3 separate regions of the Drosophila melanogaster genome follow, and all the other regions are linked to region 1. The links are chromatin contacts, called in public Hi-C and targeted proximity ligation maps. All regions are on one chromosome and are shown on one strand. The core of a region is the stretch at or near the end of the contact, and the rest is flanking DNA. Distances in the headings are between cores, read along the strand shown. Region 1 holds the start of klu (klumpfuss). Region 2 holds the start of CG43245. Region 3 holds the start of lncRNA:CR45169 (long non-coding RNA:CR45169).

The links. A called contact is a pair of places that touch in the nucleus more often than the background predicts.
Region 2: a Hi-C map of the Kc167 cell line shows a contact between it and region 1, with 3 times the contacts expected there.
Region 3: a contact with region 1 is called in a targeted proximity ligation map of the Kc167 cell line, with 3 times the contacts expected there. A contact is called at or near these places in 2 of 107 Hi-C or Micro-C datasets (the Kc167 cell line and eye imaginal disc) and 2 of 7 datasets of targeted methods (both in the Kc167 cell line).

What each region holds. Positions count from the first base shown.
Region 1 is chr3L:11,007,618-11,011,331 of dm6, reverse strand. It overlaps klu (klumpfuss), which reads left to right and starts at 2,144. Exons shown (of 3, transcript NM_001300095.1): 1 at 2,144-2,982.
Region 2 is chr3L:10,770,334-10,774,047 of dm6, reverse strand. CG43245 reads right to left here and starts at 2,123. Exons shown (of 4, transcript NM_001274759.1): 1 at 1,685-2,123; 2 at 1,496-1,608; 3 at 819-1,260; 4 at 649-744. The coding sequence starts at 1,692. The coding sequence ends at 1,181.
Region 3 is chr3L:10,848,658-10,852,371 of dm6, reverse strand. lncRNA:CR45169 (long non-coding RNA:CR45169) reads left to right here and starts at 1,682. Exons shown (of 2, transcript NR_124862.1): 1 at 1,682-1,788; 2 at 1,870-2,302. The region is part of intron 1 of tna (tonalli); the gene reads right to left.

The DNA.
Region 1 (3,714 bases), core at 895-3,394:
GATAGGTAACTCTAGCACAATAATTTAATTTTATACCTATTTGTTAATAGGGTCTAATCCAAACATATAATATTTCATCTATGAACAGCTTACAACAGCTTGAAAAATAATACGCCCTGTTGGCCACCAAAATACCGGGTGTATAAAAAATGTCGCCAGCTCGACGAACGACTTAATCAACAAATCAGCGATGTCAACCTGCGGATTGTGTTGGCAGCTGACTTCCCATTTTCCCTTTCTCCCCTCCAATGCCCCATGAAAAAAACACCTTCGCTATCGCTATGGATATATGTATCTCGCCGATCGCCGATCTCCGATCACTTGGCCTACACCATTTTGGTTTCGTTTCTTTTGTCGCCGTCTCATTTTAATCACTCATACATACATACATACATACATCTGCATATGAAATATACGTGCATATGTATAATACCAATAAGCATGTGGCATATAACTTATAGCCAAACACCTACGTTCACTTTTGGCTCTTTGCAGTGCTTCTCTTTTTTGAAAGACCCACGAATTTTGTACGAATCGCGTAAACGCGTTTATTTTCCCTGCCCACAATCACACACACACACACTTAGAGATAGTGGTGTGGGTTGAGTATCTGCGTGTGCGTGTGTGTGTGAGTGCGCCACTATTCGTTCATTCACAAATTGTGTTGTTGCTGCCTTGGCATGCTTTTGCTTTGTTTTTTCTTTTTTTTGGTTTTTTCTCAATTCAGTTTTGTTTTGTAAACACACACATACACACCTGGATGGAGGCGCACACAGATACACTGACACCTCGGCAGCTGCGCCACACACACAACCGCACACACGGTGTGCAAAGAGAGAGAGAGCGCGCTCTCTCTCTCTCTCGTGCATCGGCATTTCAAGTTCAGATATCGTATCTGTGAAGTTGTTTTGCCGGCATTTCGATTCTCACGAGCGCAGAGAGAGAGACCGAAACTGTATCTGTGTGCGAGCGAAACGTGTGTGTGGTATAGGTGAGAGAGTTTATCCGACGATTTTATCCGGGCCTTCAATGCGGCTCAAAATCAGTCAACTGCGATTTTCTTATAATGCAAGTTGGCTTATATGCATGTTAGACAAAAATAACTTCATGGGTACAAATGAAAGTCTAAAATTAAACAAATATATATTTTAGATCATTTTGTAGCGCTTTAATTTTTTTGCGAAGTTAAACAAAAAAGAGTTCCAATTAAGAATATTATATTATTTTTAAAAGAAAATAAGTTCAAAGCCAAGAATTATTAAAAACTAGACTAATTAAATTTCAATCAAAAAGTATTGAATTTACATTTTTGCTTTAGAGAATGTTTGAGTTTTAAACTGTAACTAAAAACGCTGCTATTACTATTTGTAAAACATTTTAATAAATTATATATTTGAAATTGTTTTGTAATTGTTTCTAAGATTAGAAGGCCCTTAAAGTCGATAAAGTACTAAACGCATAAATCAAAATTTTTTGGCTTCTGAGCAATGTAAGTTTAGTTTAGTTTAGAACTCAAATGAAAATGAAATGCTGTATTAAGAAGAAAGGGCTCAATTAAGTGACATATATTGCTCGAAGGATGCGAAAAGTGACCTAAAAGCCGGCCAACTTCCCAAAGGATTCAACGAGCGCTGCTTCTATTTGCCTTCGCCTTCTGCAAGACAGTGGAAAAGACATCCGCTTGGATTCGGATTTCGTTAGCTTATCTTCGCATTCGATGTTATATAACGCCAGTCGGTGGAAGTGGGAGGTGCCTATTCGGAGCTCGACTCGCAACTGGCGACCCAAAAGCGCCAAATGCAGCCGAGTGCCCCCATTGGCATAGAGTTTTGAGCAATTAGAAGCCCACGCAGCCATAAACAACAACTGCTCGGGCGGGCGGAGAGTGGGAGGAGAAGCTCTTCGAGCAGCTCCCACCGAGAAAAGCGGAACACAAAAAAAAAAAAAAGAACTAGAGAAATCTCCACTGCACGTGCTGCTCTTTCTCGCTCTCTCGCGACTTTATCCGGCGAATGAGAGGCCAACAGTCGGCACTAACACACAGATACCGCCGCCTGTTTGCCTCGGTGTGGGTGTCTCTCGGTGCGATGGTATTGGTGCCTGGTATCGTCGCTGTACGAGTGGCGACTCTACTCAGAAGTCAGTTTCTTGCTGGGCAGTGTCGGTTCAGGTTCATCGACGCTCCGCACGCGCTGCCGCAAATTCTTCAGTGCTGAATAACCAAGACGCGTCTTTTTCGGACCCAAAAAAAAAGAAAAATATATAGAAAATATATCCGAACGTAACGTAATCTTCGCAGTGCGCTTACAGACTCCCCCTCCAACCCGCCACACAAAAAACTCTCTTTCTCTCTCTCTCCGCGAAGAGAGTTTCAGTGGTTGGTTTGGATAGGTCTTGGTGGTTCGGTGTTGCCGTCGCTGCTGCCGAAGCTCTGCCGACGCCGACGACGACGCCACGTCGGGAAAACCAACCTCTTGCAGTGAAAATCTTTTCGTACGTTTTCGTTATTTGTTATTCGCACGTTGACGCGACGAGACCGCGAAACACGACAGCACGAAACTGCAGCCCAAAACTGCAACTGCAACTGCAACTGCAACAATAACGATCGCGCGTGCAACAACAGCAATTCGAAATCTAATAGTGGCAAGCTGCAAAGTATCTAAACGCCTAGAAATCCGTAAACTAAACTCGCCAAATCATTTAAAATCAAGTGAAAAGTGTGTGTCTTAACAGCCCATTAAGTAATATAAATCAATTAAAGCCGCAAAACACACAATAAGCCAAACACGCAAACGCAGCATAAGCACAAATAATACATAAAAATAAAAGAAGTGTGATATTTTGATATTAGCAATTAGAGTTTACACAACGCAGCCTAAAAAATATTTGTTAAATGTGTTTTGCCACCCCGAAGGCAAAAGCTACAAATTGGATAATGCTTGGATAATTCCCCTCCTACAAAAAAAAAAAAAAAAATTAAAGGTGAGTTCGCGAGATCGCTCAATTTGCCGACGGCTTAGTCATTTGGACAGCCGAAAGAAAAAAAACTATAAAGTGCCATCTCAGCTGTGCTGTTTGGTTGGTCGAAATGTGTCAAAAGCTGAGCTCCAGTTACGAATAGGATCGGTTTACCATAACACTCAGCGTAATATCAGATCGGCGGCTATATGCTATATACATATGTACATATGTATGTGTGTGCTGCAATCGATTGCACCCATGAATGATGGACTGATGATGAGTCCATATCAGCACGGGCCCCCTCCAGTGGCATCATCCACATCATCATCATCATCATCATCATCATCATCCCAATCTCATCTCACTCCCATGCCATATTGACTCTATCTATATTGACGTCAATCGCAGCAGCAACTTGACATCGCCGATCTGCAGATCGTGTGCCTGGCAAATTGACGCACACAAAAGCGAGTGAGATAGAGAGCCTGGTAGAAAGATAGTACTAGGACCCTTAGCCCCAGTTTCCTCACATCCAGTTGCAGCTCCAGATTCCCACTTCCAGTTTTAGCCAGTCTCGGGGAATTTTAATTGCCCATCTTGGCCAAAAGCAGAGCTGGGCTGCACTCCCTCTCTCTATCTCTCTCTCTCTCTCTCTCTATGTGAACTATGCCAATTGTCTACACCTGAGCCGAAGAACTGCCCGTCTGGCTGACAAATTTGTATGCACGCGCTTCAAAAGTGCAATATTAATTA
Region 2 (3,714 bases), core at 874-3,373, 240 kb after region 1:
ACACACAAAAACAAAGCACAAGAAAAAAAAAAACAAAAAGCGAAACGAAACAAGAAAACCAAAACTGATAAAAGGTTTTATCAGCCAGCCAGTGCGGAGACATTAACCACGATAATTATACAAAACATGTGAGCCGCAGTGTGGACCTGCAGACAATTGGAAAGGGGCCATAAAGCAACAGCAAAGTCGACCGCAGATACAGATACAAATTGTATCTGGTGCACCCAGTGGTTTGGTGATAAGCGGATGGGGCCACGTGTGGAATGTGGAGCGCGGACTATCTGTAGATAGATATGTATCTTCTCCCCAAACGGCAGTTCAAGGAAATGTTACGCAGATACTTAGAGCAGATACGCAGATACACATACTTACGCTCCACCAATCGAAACCATCGAGACCAATTTGCAAATACTTCTCGTGCGAACATGAAACTTTATCTTCCGCTAGAAGATAAAATCCGATAAAAATCCAATTTTGATAAGCTCCTAAATTATGTTTAAAAACGAACGATCTAAGGGGTTTATCTTGCGGTTTTGACTGTGCCAGCTTATCATTTTGCCTTTATCTCACTCATTTCACAACGCATTATAAATATATTCTTAGCAATAATTTGGCTATAAGTTTACGACTTTTCCAAATATTTATTTTCATTTTATTGCGTTCTTAATCTTCTCAAACGGCTTTTAAAGACAGACTCGAAGCTTTTTGTCCAGGCTTCTTACATTTTATATAGATTGCATTCTCCTGTTGGGAAATTAATACTTTTATTTTAAAATTAATCCAAATGGGATTATTTGATTATTCTATCATACTTTTACCTTTCCCACTCGTATTAAAGGGTATAAAAACGGTCGAGTTAGCAGGTAATGGAATGGGTATCCCTATCGTAACCCCAACAGGTTTCGATCGTCCGATCGGTCCTTAACATCCTCCTTCTCGAATGGTTGATTCTGCTCCCGTTGCCGCTTCTGTCACCAGACGGCGTTTCCAATGCACTTGGCCCCCAACTCCTTCCTGCGGCACAAAGCGGTCATCATCGTCGTCATCAGCTAAACCATCGATGTGTGTGGCCCGGCCCTTTTGGGTTTGGGGTCTTAAAACTGGGATGGGATCCGTGGATGGGGGGACTTGAACTGAACTGGGGACTTTGGGCTCAGTTGTCGGCGCCGCTGGAATGCTGTTAGTTATAAAATGGCCACAAAATCATAACGCGGGCGTGGGCTGCCACTGGACTCAGTCGCACTGCTCTTTCTTTCTGCACTGCAAGAAAAAATTAATAAAGAAAAATTTTTAAAAATGCATAGCAAAAGTATTCTTGCTAATTCAATTATGATAAATCTAAGATATACCAATTATCTTAAAATTATGATATGACCATAGTCAGTTCTTGAAATAAAAGTTTGCAGTTTCTTTAAATTAATGACAATTAATATTAAATAATTCATTATAATTTGATCTACTATTTTCTCGCCCTGTGTAACCCGAATCCCCGAACCTGATATGACCGATGACGAGTTGCTGCCTCCGTCGAGGTTTCCGTCCAGAATATGTGTTCTGTCCAACTCTCTCCCACAGCATCCACGCATTTTTGTGTTTGGTCCGTCTGGGCTGGAGGTTTGTTTTTTTTTTAATGGAACCCCAGTCGAATGGGCTGAGTGTGAATTGAAATGTATTTTTTACATACCCGTACATGTGTTCTATGCCAGTCGATTGGATCTCGAAAATCAAATCAAAACTCGTCGTCGTTTTATGGCTTTTTAGAAACTCTAGGAACTCGTTTTTGTTCGATTTGTTTCTGTTTTGTTTTCCCTCGGTCTCTGTTTGTTGTTCTCGTTATTATTATTATTATTATTTTTCTATACCCATTTCAATGTGTCGGCGGCGTTGGTGGCTCGCTTTGAATAATGATGATAAGGCCCCAGACTCGCCTCTTCTCGATACCAGTTGATTCTGATTCTGAATCCGATTCCGTACCAATCCGTCCATCCATACAGCTATCCATCCATCCATCCATCCGTCCAGCAACCCATCTCCCTCTCACGGCGGCTTGATTATTGATTTATTGTCTGCTTTTTGGGTCTGTGTCGCACAGGTAAACGGGAAAGAAATCGTCACGGATACGCAAAACGGTCAGCACACCGAAATGTATCTCGGGCTTTGCTTTTTGTATCTCCGTCGACCATGCAGATACATTTTTGAAGCGCACGCTTCAGCATTTCTTATGTTGTTGTCATCAATTTAACAACAACGACATCGTCGGACAACAAAAGAGCCCAAAAGAACTAAACCGATCCGAGCTGAGCTGAGCTGAGCTGAACTGAACTGAACTGAACCCAACGCTGAAACGAGAAAAAGAAAACATTCTTGTCGACTTGATCCCGAAACGTTCTCATAATTTGTTTGCGACTCCCCCCTATACCATACCATCCATACCATTTGGCCATTGTGCGACCGCGGACTATGAGAAAGATTTTATTTCGTTCAAGTGGTTTTTGATTTAACACCAAACAACCAAGCAAAGAGTGGAAAATATTTTAATGATGCGTCGACGACGTCGCTGCAACTGAAAAACAAAAAAAAAAAGAGGAGAAATAAATGGAAAACAAAAAGATTTCTAACTTGTTTTTCGGTGGCCTTTCTTTTTTTTCCGCTTCTTCGGCGGTGTGTTGTTCTCAATTTATTTGTGGCTGTTGGATTCGGAAGACATTCGTTCGATTGATTAGCTCGCTGGGAAAGCTGGCGATCACTTTCGAATCGAGGTCGTATTAAATGGGTTTTATCACCCCTTTTCTTCTTGCCGAGGGGAAGGGGGGTATGAGTTCTGGTATGAGTTCGCACCGGAAGGGTTAAACTCGAGAGTGCTGCACTCGACAAGCTGCCAATGAGGTCCTGCAATTGTCCAGGATCCTGGTTCCTGTACGATGCGGTTTAACATCTGTCACGGCTGTTTCCTTCCTGGGACCAGCAAAAAAAAAAAAATATTTAAAAAAAAACCGACGACAATAACAACTAAAACCGCATCGTGGGCTTTGGACGTAAGCAGGCAAAATATTGAGCAGCTTTTATGAGGTATTTTAACAATAATTGACATACATTTATGACCATAAAGAAGGGAAGAGTAGGGCTTATAGGTTCAGTGATCGAGTTGGTCGGCTGCAAAGGGAAGTTGATTAACAACATCCAACCACAAGAGATTGCGATGACTAACCAAAACTATAAATAATCCTAGGTGTTAATCTAACTAAAGTGTGTGAAATAATGTGCACATTTAGCTGTTTGTTAATTTATACAAAGAATCTAAAAATAAGATAAGACGACATGGGTTTCTGTAATGGGCTTATATTAAGGAACAACATAAATGTTACAACAGCTAAATTAATACAAGCTCTTGAAGGATTTAAATAGCCAACCATATAACTTTAAAATTATATTAGCGTATAATATAAATACAAACTATTAAATGAAATACTATTGTATTTATAGTTAATGTGACTGCCTCGAAAACAAACATCTAGATGCAAAATGCATTACGTTTTCCAATACACTACACATATTAGGGTGATTTATTTTCGCCTTAGTGCATTCATAATTTGCTGGCAACATACATATTTTAGCAATAAGTGCAGGAATATATTTTACATCTCGAGTATGTAAAAGCCACTCAACGGGTTTCCCTCTTCTGGCTTTTGATATAAAGCCGACTGCTTAATTCCC
Region 3 (3,714 bases), core at 433-2,932, 160 kb after region 1:
CCTCTGCCACTACGGGTATTTTCTTTTCGTTTCGGGTGCACCGTAAATTATTTAAATTTAAATATTCCACTCGATCTTTTTTTTTTATATTTTTGATATTTATCGAGGTCAAAAATGAAAAAGAGCTGCTTTTTTAATCCAATCACTTTGAAATTCGAATTAAGATCGGCATGAAGTTATGTTTAATTTGAAATTAACGCAAAAAAATTATCAACTAATTTGCTCAATTTAATCTTTGTTGTTTAATTATAATACAACCTAAATGGGAAGTAAGAAAACTCTTGATATAGATTTTGGCAACAATTTGAATGATACTATAATAAAATAAAGTAAACTAGGCTGTAATTTTACAATTTTTTTTGATTGATGTTTTTTAATTTGAATTATAATATAGTGCGGTAATATCAAAACTGAAAATTTGACCCAAAGAAAAATGATGCGTTTATAAAATTAAATAAAATATGTATCAATCTTAAACAAATGAAAATGAGTTTGCATTGTGTTCAGTGTTATGGGGACTTTGGTGGGTACTGTGGGGCCTTCATTTCTTTTGTCGCTGCTTGCTTTTTTGCGCTCCGCTATAAGTATCTGTTGGATAAATATGAGGTTAAAGCGCTGCCTGCTGCCTGATGCCGTCTGTCTGCTTGTAGTTTCTTCACTTCACCTTAGTTCAGTTCACTTGCATCTGTATCTGTATCTGCACCAGAAGTATCTGTATCTGTACCTGCAGCTGCAGCTGTAGTAATACCCAACTCGAACTCGAACCCAAACCCGCACCCGTATCCGTATCTGTATCTGTATCTGCATCTGCATCTGTGTGTTTTTCATTGGGTCTCTGCTCTGGAGTCGAGTGCAGCGCATTTTGATTGTTCGCCTGCTCTTTTGATGAAAACATAAATATCACAACGCCGCCGAGAGAAAAGAGCCCGAAAAAGAAGCCTCAAGACATCCAAGAAGTGGATGAGGATGAGCCACATGGCGATGGCGATGGCAATGGTGATGATGGCAATGGTGATGATGATGATGGCTTCCACCATCGGAATTTCTATTTAGCTCTCTCGATTCCTGTTCTCGCATTTGAAATGAATGAAAATGTTTTTCCTCTTTCCCGCTCTCTTTTTTTCCTTTTCTTTTTTGTGAGCGTTGTAATACAACTTCTGGAGTTTTCTGGGTGTTTTTTTGTTTTTTGCCTTTTCCGTGTGCGGTAAATTGATACGGCAATGGTGGCTTAACACCGGGCGCATAACTTCTCTTTTAATAAGCCTAATTAAAGCCACAGAAAACACCATTTGGCTTGGGCTATTCCTGCAGGCAGGCTTAACAGTGTTAAATTGGGTTTTATTAGAGATTAAAATTGATTTCGGTGTTTCGGCAGCGAGTTGAAATATCAGGAGATTGAAAATTGGATTGAAGATTTAATTTTTCAGTTCGTGCAAGAAGATCAAATTTCAGGAAGTGGTGGTTGAAAGTAATTGAATTTTAATGTTATTGTCAGCAAATGCTGAATACAAATTATGATGGGAGATTATGGAAATGAGCATATTTGGAATATAATATTATGAGCAAATGAATACAAATGTTAATACTATTCTAAAATGGTATTGTAGTAATATTGAGGAGTTTTTGAAATATTTGAAGTATTTGCTTTATGTTGCATTTTGATTTTAGAATCCATTCCTTTAGAAGACCCTATTTTGTTTGTCGATTAATTATGCTGCCCCCCAAGAAATGATTGAGCACGTCTAAAAATAAGTCGGATATCAGGGAGAAATCCCATAAATTTTTGGGGTGAGTGCGAGTGAGTGCAGTACATCTGCATACCCCTCATTTTACGACCCTCCTCGAATAACTTAATAATTATTCATGCAGTTACCCGACGCAATTACAACAAAAGTGGATGCCACATGCCCACGCTTCAAAAGCGCAACAACAAGAGCGATAAATAAAAACAACGATCGACAACAAACAAACAACGAATAACGAACAACAAAGTGAAAAGTGCGTTGTACATAAACGAAATCGAAACGAAACGAATAATAAATGAGAGGAAGAAGGAACGACAATACTTTATATAGTTGAATGACTGAACCAACCCGTCAACCACACCAACGACGAACAAATTAACACACAAAATACTTATGCGCAATAACAACAACAATACCAATACCAATACCAACACCAACAACAACAACAACTTGCCCTCTTCACCAACAAAATTATCTTAAAAACACCAAACAAGCTGAAAGAAAAAGGAAATATGGAAAACACAAGCCAACAAAAAATCTGAAAATAAAAATACATTAAACGAAATAAGATGAATACCAAACAAATAAAAAATTTATGCGTTGCACTTGGTTGTGAAGAGTGCGAGGGGGATGGGGCTAGGGGTGCGATAGAGACGGACAGTGAGGGATTGTATAAATGGAGGCGAGCGAGAAATTATGCCACAATCAAGTACAACACAGCAACAACAACAACAACAACAAACAGAGAGGAAAATTCCTTCGGAAAAATGCGTGGTGATGGGAAAACCGAAGTTAGAGATGGTCAAATTTATCTGGGATCAGATTGGGCACATAAAATCTTCAAAGAAAACTATTTAAATCCTAAGCACCATTAAATTTATAAGTTGGAATATAATTTTGAAATCAATTTTCGAAACTGATCGTACTTATTGCTAAGAACAAATTTCTTATTTTAAAAATATTGGGTTTTATTGAACTAAAATAGGAATGATATTTACCATTTAATACCTTTCGTTAAATTACTAATAATAATTCTTAAACTTTGTAAGGTAATTTAAGTCCGCCATTATTGTTAATATTAAGTGAATTAAAATTGAAAAAAAAAAAAACAGTTTAACGCCACTTCTAATTTAAAGTGAACATTAAATTATACAGAATACGCAATTAATCGCCTTTTTTCCAAAATTATATGGTGAGTGATTCTTCTTTGTCATCTAATGAAGGTAATCCAAACAAAACCCTAAGTGTTCACCTTCCAAAATCACCGTCGTCATAGAATAATCCACTCATCGCAGTCATCGCCCAAATGGATCAGTCAGCTTGCGATCATATCAGAGCAGAGAGATATAGTAGAGCAGATCACCTCCAAAACGCACACAGATACAAGGCAGATGACGATGGTGTTCGTATTCCATCGCGATGATGATCATGATCGGCGGTCAATGATAATTTCATTTTGTTTTGTTTTTGCGTTTGCATGCGACGCCGAATCGCTTTCGGATTCGGAATCTGAATCTGAATCTGAGTGACTACCCAACTGCTTGCCTACGAGCTAATGTATCTGTATCTGGGCATTTTTCTGGGTATCCGTGTATCTTTGTATCTCTGTGTCGGCTGGCACAAAACAAGCTGCCGCTGCTGTTGCAGTCGAAGATGCTCGAATGCAATCGGCTGTCTGCTTACATTCCATAGATACACAAAAATAAAATGCGGCTACAATAAATAATATCTAAGGAGAGGGAAGGTGAGAGTGCGATGGAAAGCGGTACCAAAGCGGCTGGGTTAGGTAAATCAGACCACCCCTATACCAATTTTCCACTTCGCTTCGTGAAGTTCTCCCCCTTGCACCGCACCGATAAAACATTATCTTTCATCATAATAAACGGAGATAGCACTTAGGTTGGGCAATTACCAATAGGCGGCAACACCTCGGCGCAACTTCACTTTGCCGTCTAATTGCTTAACAAAA